2 separate regions of the Anas platyrhynchos genome follow, and region 1 is linked to region 2. The links are chromatin contacts, called in public Hi-C maps. All regions are on one chromosome and are shown on one strand. Each heading gives the region's core, a stretch centred on a gene start, on an enhancer-like site or on the middle of the called end of the contact. The rest is flanking DNA. Distances are from core to core; before and after follow the strand shown.

What was found. Hi-C and Micro-C count contacts between places; a contact is called where the count stands out from the background.
Region 1: a Hi-C map of subcutaneous adipose tissue shows a contact between it and region 2, with 1.6 times the contacts expected there. The contact joins the promoter of DUSP12 here to the enhancer-like site in region 2. A contact is called at or near these places in 2 of 8 Hi-C or Micro-C datasets (skeletal muscle and subcutaneous adipose tissue).

Annotation. Positions count from the first base shown.
Region 1 is chr1:83,932,715-83,939,742 of IASCAAS_PekinDuck_T2T, reverse strand. It overlaps DUSP12 (dual specificity phosphatase 12), which reads right to left and starts at 4,685. Exons shown (of 6, transcript XM_027449696.3): 1 at 4,358-4,685; 2 at 4,162-4,275; 3 at 3,948-4,066; 4 at 2,838-2,934; 5 at 2,414-2,582; 6 at 1,549-1,881. The coding sequence starts at 4,632. The coding sequence ends at 1,720. ATP6V1A (ATPase H+ transporting V1 subunit A) reads left to right here. Exons shown (of 15, transcript XM_038181052.2): 15 at 1-937.
Region 2 is chr1:83,886,870-83,894,089 of IASCAAS_PekinDuck_T2T, reverse strand. It overlaps GDAP2 (ganglioside induced differentiation associated protein 2), which reads right to left. Exons shown (of 14, transcript XM_072043700.1): 4 at 6,848-7,001; 5 at 5,192-5,280; 6 at 3,575-3,651; 7 at 1,342-1,501; 8 at 1-29. Among named protein-coding and RNA genes, the nearest start is that of GDAP2, 11 kb to the right of the region's middle. Within about 2 kb of position 2,154, at least 1 of the 8 cell types and tissues checked has an H3K27ac peak or open chromatin away from gene starts, as enhancers often do.

The DNA of each region.
Region 1 (7,028 bases), core at 3,436-5,935, 43 kb before region 2:
TTGCTGACAAACTTCAAGTGCCAGCACTGCGAGCGTTGCTGCAGAGAGAGAAAAAGATGCTGTCATCCTCTCCAGTCTTTGGGCTTTTTGGGTCAGACAGCATCTACCGCTTCTTTGTCGTGCAGCACTGCGCCTGGCTGGCATCTGCCGACTTGGTATGGTCACGAAACAGTAACTTGTGGCTGACGCTGGCAGTGGCCTGGTTGTTTAAGCATTCATTCCGCACTGAAGTGTTCTTCCACCAGCTGCCAGCTTTGAATAGTAGTGGTGCAAAGGGATCTTGGCGCTAAGGACCAAACGCTGCCACTCCCATTACGGTATCAGCTCGCCGTTTGCCATGGAAAGCCCAGCCAAAACCTAAATGGATTTCCTATTTTTGGTTCTCCCAAAAGAAACTACTACTACAGCTGATACTCTGGTAGTGAATGGTTAGGTTTACAGTTCACAAAACTTTCAGTGAATGCTGCTTATTTTAACGATGAGCATGTGTGAATGAATAGTCACCACTCAAGCTCTTGCTGGATTCCTCGTTGTTCATACCCTTCAGCACTGTACTATGTAGCATTTCATGCTAGAAAACAGATGTTCTTATCTCTTTAAATAGAGGATGTTATAAACTTTACAGAAGATGTCTAAGATAATGCAGTTCTAATATTTATTGTGCTGTACCTGGCCCTGACGTGTGACCAGTTCAAACAGTTTCATATATATTTTTGTCTTTTTTTTTTTGTTTTGTGTCTCAGTTTTCAGTGTTGAGATTCTGATGTTCACTGTGTACTACAAGTCTTCCCTCCACAGAGGTGGGAGGAACAAAAAGATGGGCAGAACCCAGCCACCTACTTTATCTTGTATATTTCATAATGTATGTTGCTGGAAATTGTGTAAAAAAAGATTAAAAAATTGTTGAAGTCAATGAGAATAAAATGAATTTAATGTAGCTTTAGCTGTCCTGTTTTCTGCTGTCCAACCAAAGCTGTGCCACGGTAGTGCAGCATACTCTAAGCAAAGCTTACAACTTCCTTAAAATCTTACTTTTATCATTTTGAGGTCTCTTTAAACTTGGAACAAACAACTTAGCAGGGACACTTTACCTCAGTTCCCCCACTCCACTACAGTTTACATAATCTCCTCAGACATTATCAGGAAAATGTCATATTGCAGTGTAGGGGCTTTACTGTAACAGAAGCATCACTGTAATCTTGCTGTGACACGTGCTAATGAAGCACCTGGTAATGGTGCCGAGGTTAAGGCACTTCACTAAGCCTTGAAGTATCTCCCTGCCTTGTACATCATGTTGCAGAATACTCCTCTTAAAATCTGAGATGCCCATTTCAGGTAAATTGTTCTGAACTCCTGTATCAGAGTAGTAACACGACTGTCCACACCCTTAAACTAATATGGTAACATTCTTTCTATATAAGGGTTTGAAACTTCCGTAAATAGTATGTTCTCACTCACATTCAGGCATTTCTGTACATCTTTGACACTATGTAACAGCTCTTTAAGGGCCATGCTTTGCTTTTATATATATATATACACACAAATATATACACATGCATACACATCATGTATTAGAGATGCTGAAAGTGAGAATGGAGGAGGTGTTCAAGTAATTCCATCGTATTACAAAGGGGGTGGGAGTCAACCTCAGCTCTGGCAATTGCAGGCTACCCAGCATTTCTGGGGTCATTCAGAAGTCCACCAAGAGCCGCGATGAGTTCAGGTGTTGGCAGTGAGGAGGTTACCAACCGGCAGCGTTCTCACTTCATCCACTCGACTCTTGTGAATCTGGAAGGCAGGAGTCACCCAGCGGCCACAAGAGCACTGCTCACCCCGCCAGCTAAAGGAGCCCAGCTTCGACGTGCATTTGGGACACAGAAGCTGCAAGAACAACAAATGACCCCGTTACAAGCTGCGTTCAGATGTAATTCCACGTGAAATGTAATTCTGCGGTACATTAAGTTACGGCAACCTGCACTAAGCCAGCTCCTGCCCCTGTAGCTGAAATGATACAGAAAAACAGGCCAAAAAGAGAGCTGAATGGGCTGGTGCTTGCCATGCTCTGGGGTGTAGGAGACAGCTGTGCTGGCAGAAGGGGTGGCGTGGAAATGCAGCTCATCAGACCTGGTGTGGTTCCAGGAGTTAGGCCTCAGCCAGCCTGAGACCACAGCAGGTTTTTAAGTCTCACAAACCCTCGTCCAACACCCTTGCCAGTGTTCTCAGGCCAACAAGATCTCGAGCTCATTTCCTTATAAAAGGATATTTCACATCTGAGAATCCATCAGTAATCTGCAAAATTGATGCAGGAGAGGCTGGGAGACCTAGGACAGTGTGTGGGGGCCTTCACATGAGGGAATAGCAACAGTTTATCTTGGCAAAAAATAATAATAAATAAAAAATAAAGCACATTCACCTGTCCCTCCATGACTCCCAGTAATGCTGGCTCCATCCACTGCACGGGCTCAATGAAGTAAGAGGTGCACTTATCAGGGCCACCACCAGAAAGCTGCGTTGACTCCGTTATTCTCTTGTGAATAAAGGCTGTTGGTCCGTCTCCTTCCACATGGGACAAAATGCTGGAGCTACGGAATAGAGAGCGCCTGTCCTCCATGACGGAAGGGAGGAAAAGCAGAAAAAAAAAGTAAAATGCTTGGTTTTACTGCGGAAACTTAGAGACATAATATATATAGTGTGTGTGGCACACACTATATGGACATTTACACAAGATCTTATCCCTGTTCTAACAATAATGACATACCCACTGATTTACACAGGCTGTTTTCCTCTTGAGATCACTTCAAAATGCTATGTTGTGGGAAATATGAATGGTTCAATACCTGCACTTCCTGCATCTGTAGAGAACCTCTGTGCTCGGCATTTGACACATATTGGTTGGATCAACAGCGAAGACTTCTCGAGGTAAGTCTTGAAGTTCTGCGGAACAGACAAGATTAAGTTGCAAATCAGATCAATAAAGCCATGATACATTACAGTGGGAGAGCACCATGCCTCTGCCCCTATCACTGTATGTAAAAGCTACTTTCTCCACATCAATTCATTCACTCACCCATTCCATTTGCTAAGTTCAAACTAAAACAGCCTCATCCCACCACACCAAAGATTGGGATTCATTTAGTACAACAAAACGGAATCTAGAATTTGGCCTCAGCAAAGGCAAATTATTTGCCTTTTGCTCTGTGCTCTCACTTAAAAGAGAAATAAAAACATAGGAGGAATTGTTAGAGAACAGTTCATCACAGATTTGTTTCTAAGACATGCCTCAAATACCCTTTTTTTCTCCCACTGATGAGCTAGAACTGTGTAAAGACAATATGATGTGAACGTTTGTCTGTGTGACTCAAGGCTCCGCTACTCTGAGGGCAGTACTCACAGTCAACAACAACTGAGCTCAGTCTGTAAAGTGGCATCTCACTGATGTGCTTCTGTGTGCCTTTAAGGATAGATGGATGCATCATGCTCATCCCACCTGAGATGTCTAGCTATGGAAGGACATCCACTGCTTTGCTGTCCATGCAGAGAGACATCAAATAGGCTCTGCAATTAGTGTGTGGTTTTTTTTTTTTTAATGATCTGTGAACCATGGCCCACCACCATAGTCATACGCTACAGAACACAAGACACAGAGATCTTGATGCACAGCTAGTGAAAGACAGTCACAAATCACAGCAGCACAGGTCAGAGACCACAGATGGGGGCACGTGCCTTAAAACTGCTAACGATGATAACTTAAAGCAAGCACACAGCAGAAAGATCCACCTGGATGCCTGATGCTGCCCGTGGGGCAAAAAAACACGGAGCAGAAAAACCGTGTGACTGCCCTTACGCTGTGATCACCCACCCAGGCCTTTGGCAGACTACAGAGGCAAATTTCACCTCAAGCTCGAGTGCCTCCGTCAGGGGCAGCGCTCCCCCAGCCCCTCACTCACCGGGGTACCTCTCCCTGAGCATCTGCAGGCGGTACCGCTTGTACAGGGCGCTGCTGCTGTCCACCGCGCAGCCCATGGCCTCGTACAGCTTCAGCTGCCCCTGGAAGCCCGGGTTCACCCTGCGCTGAGAGAGACAGAGAGAGAAGGGCAGGGGCTGAGGCCGGGTAAGGGAAGGCAGCGCCTCTTCACCCCCTCCTTCAGCCCTGGCACTCACTCGGCATCGGGCTTGGCCGCCCTGACAGCAGCGTACGCCTCCTCCCAGCCCAGCCCCTGCGTCTTCATCAAGTAGGCGGTCACCACGGCCACGCTGCGGCTCACCCCGGCATGGCTGCAAGGGAAAGGCGCAGGATGAGGCGAGCCCGGCCCCGGGGGGCTGCCAGCCGGGTCCCGGTCCCCGTCCCGACCCTCACCAGCGGACGAGGGCAGCCCCGCCGCCCGCCCGCGCCGCGCCGATGAAGGCTGCGCACTCGTCCAGGCGGCTCAGCAGGTCAGCTCCAGGCTCGTCCAGCACACGAACGTGCAGGCTCCGCACCCCCGGCAGCGCCGGCGGCTCCTCGGCGTCCACCGTCAGCACCGCCACCACCCCCGCGGCCGCCAGCGACGCCGGGGACGAGCAGGACGCCGCGCCGCCCACATAAAGCCCCGCCGATACCGGCACCATGCTGCCCGCACCGGGATCCGCCATGGCGCCCGCCCGGTACCGCCCACAAGATGGTGGCGGCCGCCGGCGGCCGCCCACAAAATGGCGGAGGGGGGCGGGATGGAGGCGGTGGCGGGGTCTGTGGGGATCTGTGAGGGGCGGCTGGCAGCGGTCCACCCCCCACCCTTCTTTTCCCCAGCCTGCATTTGTAAGATGTTATAAGGCGAGAAGGAGTAGCTGATACGTGTTCAGTGCTGCCAGCCTTTCAAGTGCTACGATGGGGCTGTGAACATGCCAGCTCTGGAATAACGCAGAATCACAGAATTGTCTAGGTTGGAAGAGACCTCAAGATCATCGAGTCCAACCTCTGAACTAACACTAACAAGTCCTCCACTAAACCATATCCCTAAGCTCTACATCTAAACGTCTTTTAAAGACCTCCAGGGATGGTGACTCCACCACTTCCCTGGGCAGCCTGTTCCAGTGCCTAACAACCCTTTCAGTAAAGAAGTTCTTCCTAACATCCAATCTAAAACTCCTCTGGTACAACTTTAGCCCATTCCCCCTCATCCTGTCACCAGGCACGTGGGAGAACAGACCAACCCCCACCTCTCCACAGCCTCCTTTAATGTACTTAAATTCAGTCACAGAGAAAATTCTAGTCACAGAGAAAACCATGAAAGCATCAAATATAGTGGTCTCACAAATACTCGGAAAGCAAGCATCGTTAATAAAACTCCAGATGCGTTGCTGAAATGATAGGGCCTGAGTGGACAAACGGATTAAAGGTGAGATCAGTCACTGCAGGACAACCTAGCACCTACATTTTTTCAAAGATTTCTGTTATCCTTCTACCTCAATGTAGTCCCTGCGATGTAAACACTACATTCAGTGAGGAAAGGAGGCCTGGAGGAGTATTTATTTGGGAAGCCTCTGGAACCAACTCTGGTATGCAGGTTTGTGTTTGTGAATTGCTGGCTTGGAGATTAAAACAACCCCTAGGGCTGTGAGGGCCCTTCATTCCCTGTCTGTTACCTTTGTAGGATGTTCACGATAAGCAGGCTTCTTTATCTGAGCCGAGTTTTTCTACAGGAAATCAACCACACAGAAAATCTGCGGGGAAACAAAATCAGCTCACTTGTAAAATCTGTTACACAATCACATCCACATAAACGGGAGTAAAATTGACTTACAGAATAAAACTACCAGCAGTTAGCTTTAACTGTTTCTAGACTAATGCTTCTCATTTGGGACTCAAACTATAAGCACCTTTTTACTGTCACAGATTTTGCATTCCTGTAAATATTTTTGTTACACACCTTACGGACTGACTATGCTTCTCACTGTAACCTAAAACTGAGTCCAGACCAAGTAATTCCTCGTGGGCCTTGTGTAAAACCTCTGAGTAGCTTCTTGCCACTAAAAATCAAATGCCTATCCCAGCTTGAAACCTGTCACACTCATCTGTTTTGTGCTGGTTCTCATGCAGCAAGTGGACTTTAAACTGCAAGAGACTTCTATCTAACTCCCGATTTCTGTTCTGATCTCTTAACCAGGCCATGACTTGCATTTGGTGCTGAAATCTGATACTGTGTAGACAGCGGCAACCCTTCTTCCTTGAATCCAAGATTTATTACAAGTTAAGCTATGGAAGATCATGGAGCAATGCAGAAATCTTGGTGCAGCTTTATTTCTGCCCTGCATAGGGTTCAGACCTGTTGTAGGATGAGAGGAGATAGAGCGCTCTTACTCACACAGAGTAAGATGTGCTGTCTTAGCAGGACACCCATGGAAAACATCACCATGCAGCACATCCACAGCCTTGGCTTTTCCTTATCGCAAAAGATCTCGATACTTTACTTCCTCAAACTTTGTCTAAAGTGATCTCTAGCATGTAGCTGCAAGTTTTTCCCAGCATAGGCAGAAAGGCCCATAGGCTGCCTGACAAGTTTCTAAACAGAAGGAAAATGTTGGGTTTCATAAGAAAGAGGTATGGTAATGCTGTTTTCCCAGACTGAGATGTGTAACCTTACCCTACCTCCCCTGTATGAGATAAGAGAGCCTGAAAGCCCCGATTATCTGTCACTGGGAGGATTGTTCTTGCACAGCCCTGGATGAGACAGCTGTAGGCTGAACTGCTACAAAAACAGTCTGCAGGGGCCCCTCAGAGCATTGTAGGATGCCAGCTGGCCACGGAGGGGGGTGAGGCTGGCAGTCACCTCAGACCTGATAAGGTGAGATTAAACCTGGTGGAAAGGGAGATTGTTATCCCCATCCACCAAGAGAGGTGGATGGAGCTGGGGCTTGGAGGGGCAGCTGTCACACTGCAGGACAGGCCACAGCAGAAACCCTGACAGAGATGCTACCCACCCACGTGCTCTTCAAGGACTCCCCGACCCATGCCGGTAGAGAGCAAGGTTGTCAGCCTTGTGCTGGGACAC
Region 2 (7,220 bases), core at 905-3,404:
TGCCTCCAACCCCTCTTCATCTGAAGCATCTGCAGTAGAAACAAAGGTAGCATAAAATGTTCAAGCTGTGTACGAAACAGCAGTGCTGCTGCTGAACTGCTAAATATCTCTGTGAGCCAACTCATTCATCACACTACACACACAAAAACCACAGTGTACCATGATTATAGCATGCAACTGAGAAATACAGACTCTCTTAAAGCGTTGGTTTGTCTGGAAAATAACCGGGCAAGTCCTAGTTACCACCTTGTAACACACAGAAAATGGTTAATTCTCCCAGGTGGATTCCACTATAAGGTCTGGAGAGAGTGACTTGGGGTTTCCAGTTGTCCTAGTTGTTTTAAGAGGAAAAGTTAGCATGCGGAGGGACACGTGCTGCAGTTTTATTCAGCTTAGAGGCTGTGTTGTAGAAAGGGCTCACTTCTTCCTTTTATGTTGACTCTGCTGAAACAGATGCTGTAGAAAAGTGATAACCTGGGTTTGGGTATCTACTACACAGCTGTGCAATGGGGTAGAGAGCACAGGCTTACTTGCTGGCAACCATAACAGAATACCTCACTGAACTTTATATCATCAAGGAATATTGTTAGGGCTTCTAGTACTGCCTCCCTGGGCAATTTGGATGACAGGAATTGAATTTCCCAACTTTACTATGACATGGAACAAGACTGTAGGATTCCACTATACCCATTTGCTCCTATATATGCCCATTTACACGCTGTATTGTTTTGCCATCCACCTCTTACCATTTCAACCCTGAAATTTAGGCAACCTCTTTATAATCTGCCTTCTCTCACTGAGCTTTTGACAGCCATTTCCCAAACACTGATCTCTGGATTGATCTAGCTCCTCTACTTTTTAGGGGAGTTTCTGCTAATTTTCATTAAGCACCTACCAGTTTGATGCATGTACTGGATCAACAGAATCTGGCCTGGCTAGAAACTGCATTTTAATATGTCACCTAAAACAGTTCAGTAACAATAATGACTTTTTCAGCCAAGGGCTGGTATGATTCTGAATGGGAAAAAAAGCTCCTAACCAGCTCAGGAGAAAATTTGCAGAGGGAAAGGACTCCATCACCCCTCCCCCCCCAAAATAAAAAGACAGAACGACAGCTTTACCACATCCTCTAACCACTCTCCACTTCGAGACAGAAAGCAGAAGTTACTGCTGTCGAACACACAAAGCTAATGAGACAACTTGACAATTCTTTTCGTTACAGCCTGCCTTCCCACACCACCTCACCCCAGATACCTCTTTGTTCACCGTGTATTTTTTTTCTGTTTTTTTTGCTTACTTTCACAAAGACATCCTTATTCCAAAATTGAGTTAAGAACTCACCATCTGGAACACCTGGCTTCTCAGTAATTCTGATCTGCCGCTCGGGTACTACAGGCTCCCCTTCCGCATTACCAATATCTGCAGGGAGGTAAGGCAAGGATTGTATCTCTTCTTCCAATGATCTTGGAAAATACAGAGGCAGCAACTTCTGGTAAGTGGCCTATAAATAAGAAAAATGCGTGAAGGTCTATCACGCATCCTTGCTCTTCAGATACGTAACACCTACCCTTGTAGCAGGTATCTTCTCTGAGATTTGGAGGCAACGTGCTACTTTCCTTGATGGCTTACATTGGGCTGCTATTTGGCAATAAAAGCAGATAGGCTTTATCAAGGTTAATAATTTTATTTTGGTGCCACATTGGTAAGTAACCCAGAGAAGATTCTGCTTTAAATTTCATGAACTCAGGTGGACTGAAGATACTTCAGCATTATAATGAAGTTACAATACATGTAGATGACAGACTTCAGCAAAGGTTGCTTAGATGAAAATGGATCACTACAAAGACCAACTCAAGTGATCTGACTGGAAAAAAGAATAAACAAGAAACAACCAAGAGAAACCCTCCTCGCATGTAGGAAAACAGTGAAAATCTTTACTAAACATTGTAATACTTCACCACATGTTCCCTCCATCAGACGAGTAGTTTTAGAAACCCTATTAAGTAATTTCATTTTGTCATCCAGATGTGACAGAGTCTGAACAGTGTGGGTATTCTGCACAGGAGCAGCTATTATTAGGTCCAACATCTAAGAGTTGTTGTCCTAGTTTTGGCTAGGATAAAACAATTTTTCTTCCTAGTAGCTGGCATGGTGCCATGTTTTGGATTTAGGATGAGAACGGCATTGATAACACTGATGTTTTAATTGTTGCAGAACAGTGCTTGTACTGAGTTGAGGACTTTTCAGCTCCACCTGCTGCCCTGCCAGTGAGGAGGCTGGGGGTGCACAAGGAGCTGGAAGGGGACAGCTGACCTCAAATGGCCAATGGGATATCCCTTAGCAGGGGGCATTGTGCTCAACAATAAAACTGAGAGGAGTTGGCTGGGGGAGTAGGGCTGCTGCTCGGGGTCTGGCTGGGCATCGATCAACTAGTGTTGAGCAACTGCATTGTGCATCGCTTGGCTTTGTGTATTTTTATCATCGTTTTCTCTTTCTTTTCTGTCCTGTTAAGCTGTATGCATCTCAACACATGAGATTTTACCTTTCTCCCCTCCATCCCTCCCATGCCACTGGAGGCATGGGAGGAGTGAGTGAATGGCTGTGTGGCACTTAGTTGCCTGCTGGATTAAGCCACAACAGTCCTTTACATGGGTCATGTGTACACCTTGAGCACAGTGTTCAGTGCCATTAATCAGCAACTGTTAAACTGGTACAGTGCTCATAACAATTGTGTTTCAACATGCTCTGGGCAGATCTGTCTTTATCTCAACCCTTTGTGCCCCATATTGGGTGCCAAAAGGACTGTTGTGCTTTTACCTGACAGGCAGTTAAGCACCACACAGATGTCTGCTCACTCCCCCTCCGTGGAATGGGGGAGAGAATCAGGAAAAAAATAAAAATGAAAGAAGTAAAAAATCAAGGGTTGAGATAAAGACAGTGCAACTGAAAAGTCCTTGACTCGGTGCAAGCACTGCTCTGCAACAACTAGAATACAGGTGCATTATCAGCATTATTCCCACCCTGAATCCAAAACACAGAACCGTAACAGTTACTAGGAAGAAAATTAACTCTATTCCAGCCAAAAACAGGACTGAAACTGTCAGCACTTATCTGAAAACAGATCATTAAACATCAAGCTTGTTACTTCAGCAATGTTTAAGGTCTTTATATATGAATGGAAATCAGGACAATCTTTTAAAAGCAGAAGACCAAACCTTGTATAAAGAGCAAGTCTTGCCTGAGAAATTTGTGTCTATCTGGTAGAATGCATCCAGCACAACTGCATGCTCTAACCTCTAATACTGACTCCTGCTTATGGCTCAGGAACATGGAAGCCAGAAATGGAAAGGCTGTAAACAAATCTATGGTGACTGCTCAAAGTGTGCTGGGAAAAAGCACTGGAAAAGATACTGTGCTGATAAGAGACAGAAATAAGCTGTGCAACCGAAAGTCTAAGTGAGACAGGATGATTTGTTAGAGAGGATCTGAGTCCCAGTCTACAGTGCAGGGGTTAATACTGCTGCTGAGATCAAACACATCCATGAATTTTGATGAAGGAACATCAAAGAGATACCTCTTCGAGCTCAGAGACTGCAAACACAACCTTCTCCAGAGTCTCCCCGTGAATCTCCAGGAACCTTCGAACTGTGCCTGCAAAGAAGAAGAGTAAATGTAAGTTAGCAAAATAGGAGAAGAAATTTACACATGGCTACAAGCACAGAAATCAACTGAATGCAGAACAGAGAAAGACATCTCTCTCCTTGCACCAAATAGCTCCACAGGCAGTACACAAGCATGGATTAAGTGGTGGTTTAACATGAAATGGGTTTTGGGGCATACTGGAAATTCCATCTCCATTCTCTCCTGCTTCTCTCTTTACAGATGGGTAAAAAATGAAAAAGTCTCTCTGGGATTTTAGCTTACTAGGCACACCTCAATTTATAGAATGTGATCTTAGTGCCCTGTGGAAAAAAAACAAGCAAAAGCCCTCCTTTACCAAGTCTCTGCAAGTTGTCAAAAATGGATTATTCCTAGAACAAGTCGCAAGCCACACAAAAACTCAGGGGTCAGCTATGCAAAAGCAGCATATAGAAATCATAAATGTAAGTCATGAGAGAATTTATTCCCTCTACTAATTCTTGGACTTACATTGCAGCTAAAGGCCCTCATCTGTAATCTTGACAGATGTCAGGATCTTCACGTGCTTTTCTATCAAGATTACTAAGAGAGAAAATGTCCTAACAAATACATTGGCCTAGCAACATTTTTATCAGGTAGCATATAGCCCTACACAGACAACAACAAAGCAATAAAGGAAAGAAGTAACAACGGGTCAGTAGAAAAAAAATCTCTTCTCAAAAACTTCCTGTACAGAAATTCACGCGTAACTGGGTTGACCCACAACACTACTTTACAGGACAAACACAGTTCTGCAGTTTCACAGCAAGTATTTTCCTGAACCTGTGTGAGCAGATATTTTCTGAAGTCTTACTCAGGCAGGTGGCAGAGAAACCAGAGAAACAGACAGATAGGTTTCTTCGAGTGCCAGCACCTCTGCTAAGCAAAGGGTGAGATTTCTCCAGTCAGCTTGCACAGCAAGAGGAAAAGCCTATCATCCCACCTGCAACAACTTCCCTATTGTGTGGGAGTACCATACAGGAAGGTCCAGGAAATGGGTGGTGGTGGAAAGCAGACACGAAGAGAAGGACAATGGGAATGAAAAGTTAAAAGAGGAAAAGGAAAAAAACAAACAAGGCAAATACACTTTAAGTTTGGCTATGCTGACAACACTGAAATAGCAGCTGAAATTCATTCTGTTGCTTGAGGTCCACCTACAGTTATTCACAATTAAGGCCTCATCCTTGTTATCCCAAACATTTTTCTATTATCAGCAAACTCTCACCTCACTCTTCAGCATCTTTTTCCAGGTCATTAAACAAAAAGTATCAAACACTAGGTTCCAACATAGCATCCAACCCATGGATGCTTCCTGATGACCTCTCGGAAAAAGGTCTTTTGTTTTTATCCTCCATTTCCCATTCATCCATGCAAAGCCTGCCTCTTTACGCCTCCTGCAACACATTACAGCCCCCTAAAAAAAAGTTTCCCCATATCAGTAGCAGTCTGCCAGAGGTAAGCAATCTGTTGAATACTGCCATTCAATTTACTGCACTTTCCAACATAAACTTACGCAGTGCTATGTGGGTTGCATCCTCCAAGGGGTAGCATCTTTTCAGAGAGTTAATGACACAAAATCCTACAGAGCACATTGCCTGTTCCCTGAAATCCAGAAACAGAGAAGTAAATGAACAGAAGTAAATGAACAGAAACATAACTTGAGGTCAGGTGGGAGCAAACTTTTGCCAGTACAGTAGGTAACACCAGTACTTTTCTCCTGTTTCTGTGTAGTAATAACCCTCTTTCAGGTTTGTGCAGAAGGATGCTTTCCTGGCAAGATGCATTAATAAGCAGGGAAGGAAAAAACCATTCATGATTCCATGTTGTTTTTCTTTCTTGTGTTTGTTCTCAGGTTTCTCTTTCTACCTCTACTACCTTCTTTCTTCAATTTCTCATATCCTGAATGAAGTTCTTACCTCCAGCTCCCTGTAATCCTTTCAAAATACTTTCCTTCCTGTATAGGATTCACAACAAGGGAAAGGAGGGGAAGAAAAGGTGCTCTTTATTGTAAGTAGTATGTTCCTCCACTTGTTCTGCCATTTGTTATGTCAGTGGTCCAGACACTGACTGAAATGGCTTACTTGATCCTATATACGATTAGACAACCACTGGCAAGGAATGATATAAAGCTAAACAGCAAGAACAGAAGCATGCCACATTATTAGAAAAGTAAAGGTGGTGCCAATAGTCAGAGGAGTTTGAACAAGCTCAGAGCTTGTAATTTCAGACAGTCATTTCACAGGTGTCAAAAATCACTCTAGAGAACAGGAGGACTAAAAGCCACTCAGAAATCAGCAAGCAGAATTATCAACATTTTTTTCATTATTAGAGGTTTCAAACCAGACCTGGCTTTGCTTGCTACATCTGAGGCAGAAAAAAACAAACAAACAAAAAACCACCCAAGAACTGGTTTATACTAGAAGACTTAACTATAATCTGGATTGTGAAACAGTTACTACTGCACTACACCACAGAAATCAGACTTGGAAGAATTATCTTCCCTACCCTGTGTACTTGTGAAGTAAATTTTCTGACACTGTTCTGGTTCAACTATTTTTTGCCGACTACAATTACAACAGCCCTCATGGGAGAACAGAATTCAGGAAAGAACACAGAAAAACAGAAACCATAAAGATGAAAAAAAATGTTAGCTAAGAGGAAGTAGAAGACACTACGGATGAAAGAGGAAAAACTACAGACCCATCTGCAGTAACTGTTGGTTTAGAAATAACCTTGCACCCTGACTCAGAATTGTGGCTACTGTATGAGGGCTGAGAGGTCAATTGCATGAACTGATGTAGCAGTCTGATCTGACTGGGTATGTCCATGTGGCTGCACAGAGACACCTGAAACTGCTGCTTGACCAAGCTCTTTTAAAGATTTTTGCAGCATGGAGTCTGGCAGAATTATTAACGATGCTTCTGAGCATGTCTGAACGCTGCACAGCTCTAGCTACGCTGTTCCAGGCCTTGAACCTGCTCAGCTCTCTCACCATATTTTATTTAAACTGCAACACAGGTCAGAAGATGTGAGGTATACCGTAAACACAGCAACACTCTTATGTTCTGATCCAAATCCAATAGATGCGAGATGATATTCACGGCCATTTGGCCTCCTGTAGGAGAAGGGATGTGCCATGCAAGCCTTATGTAAGGAGCTGGCTGCTTACTTTGCGAGCTGCAGGACGTTGCGGTAGCAGCTGTACAGAGAACTCTCAGCTGCTGTGCGATACCGGCTCTTGTATTTGGGTCCCACTGTGTGAATGATGAAGCGTGCAGCCAAATTAAATCCTTTGGTGAGTTTAGCCTCCCCTGTCCTGCACCCTGGAAAAAAAAAAAAAACATAAACACCAGGATTTGCACAAATGCCATAGGGTTAGAAGTATTCAAGCCCTCGACTTCCTCCTGAGTCAGATAATTTGACTTCATCCGTAAAAGTCAGCATTTTGGGTATCAAATATTAAGGAAAGCACCTTCTCTCTCACAGCAACTGCTTAATACCACCTAGTCATGTTGAAGAGGTGAAGGCTGTGCTAATTCCTC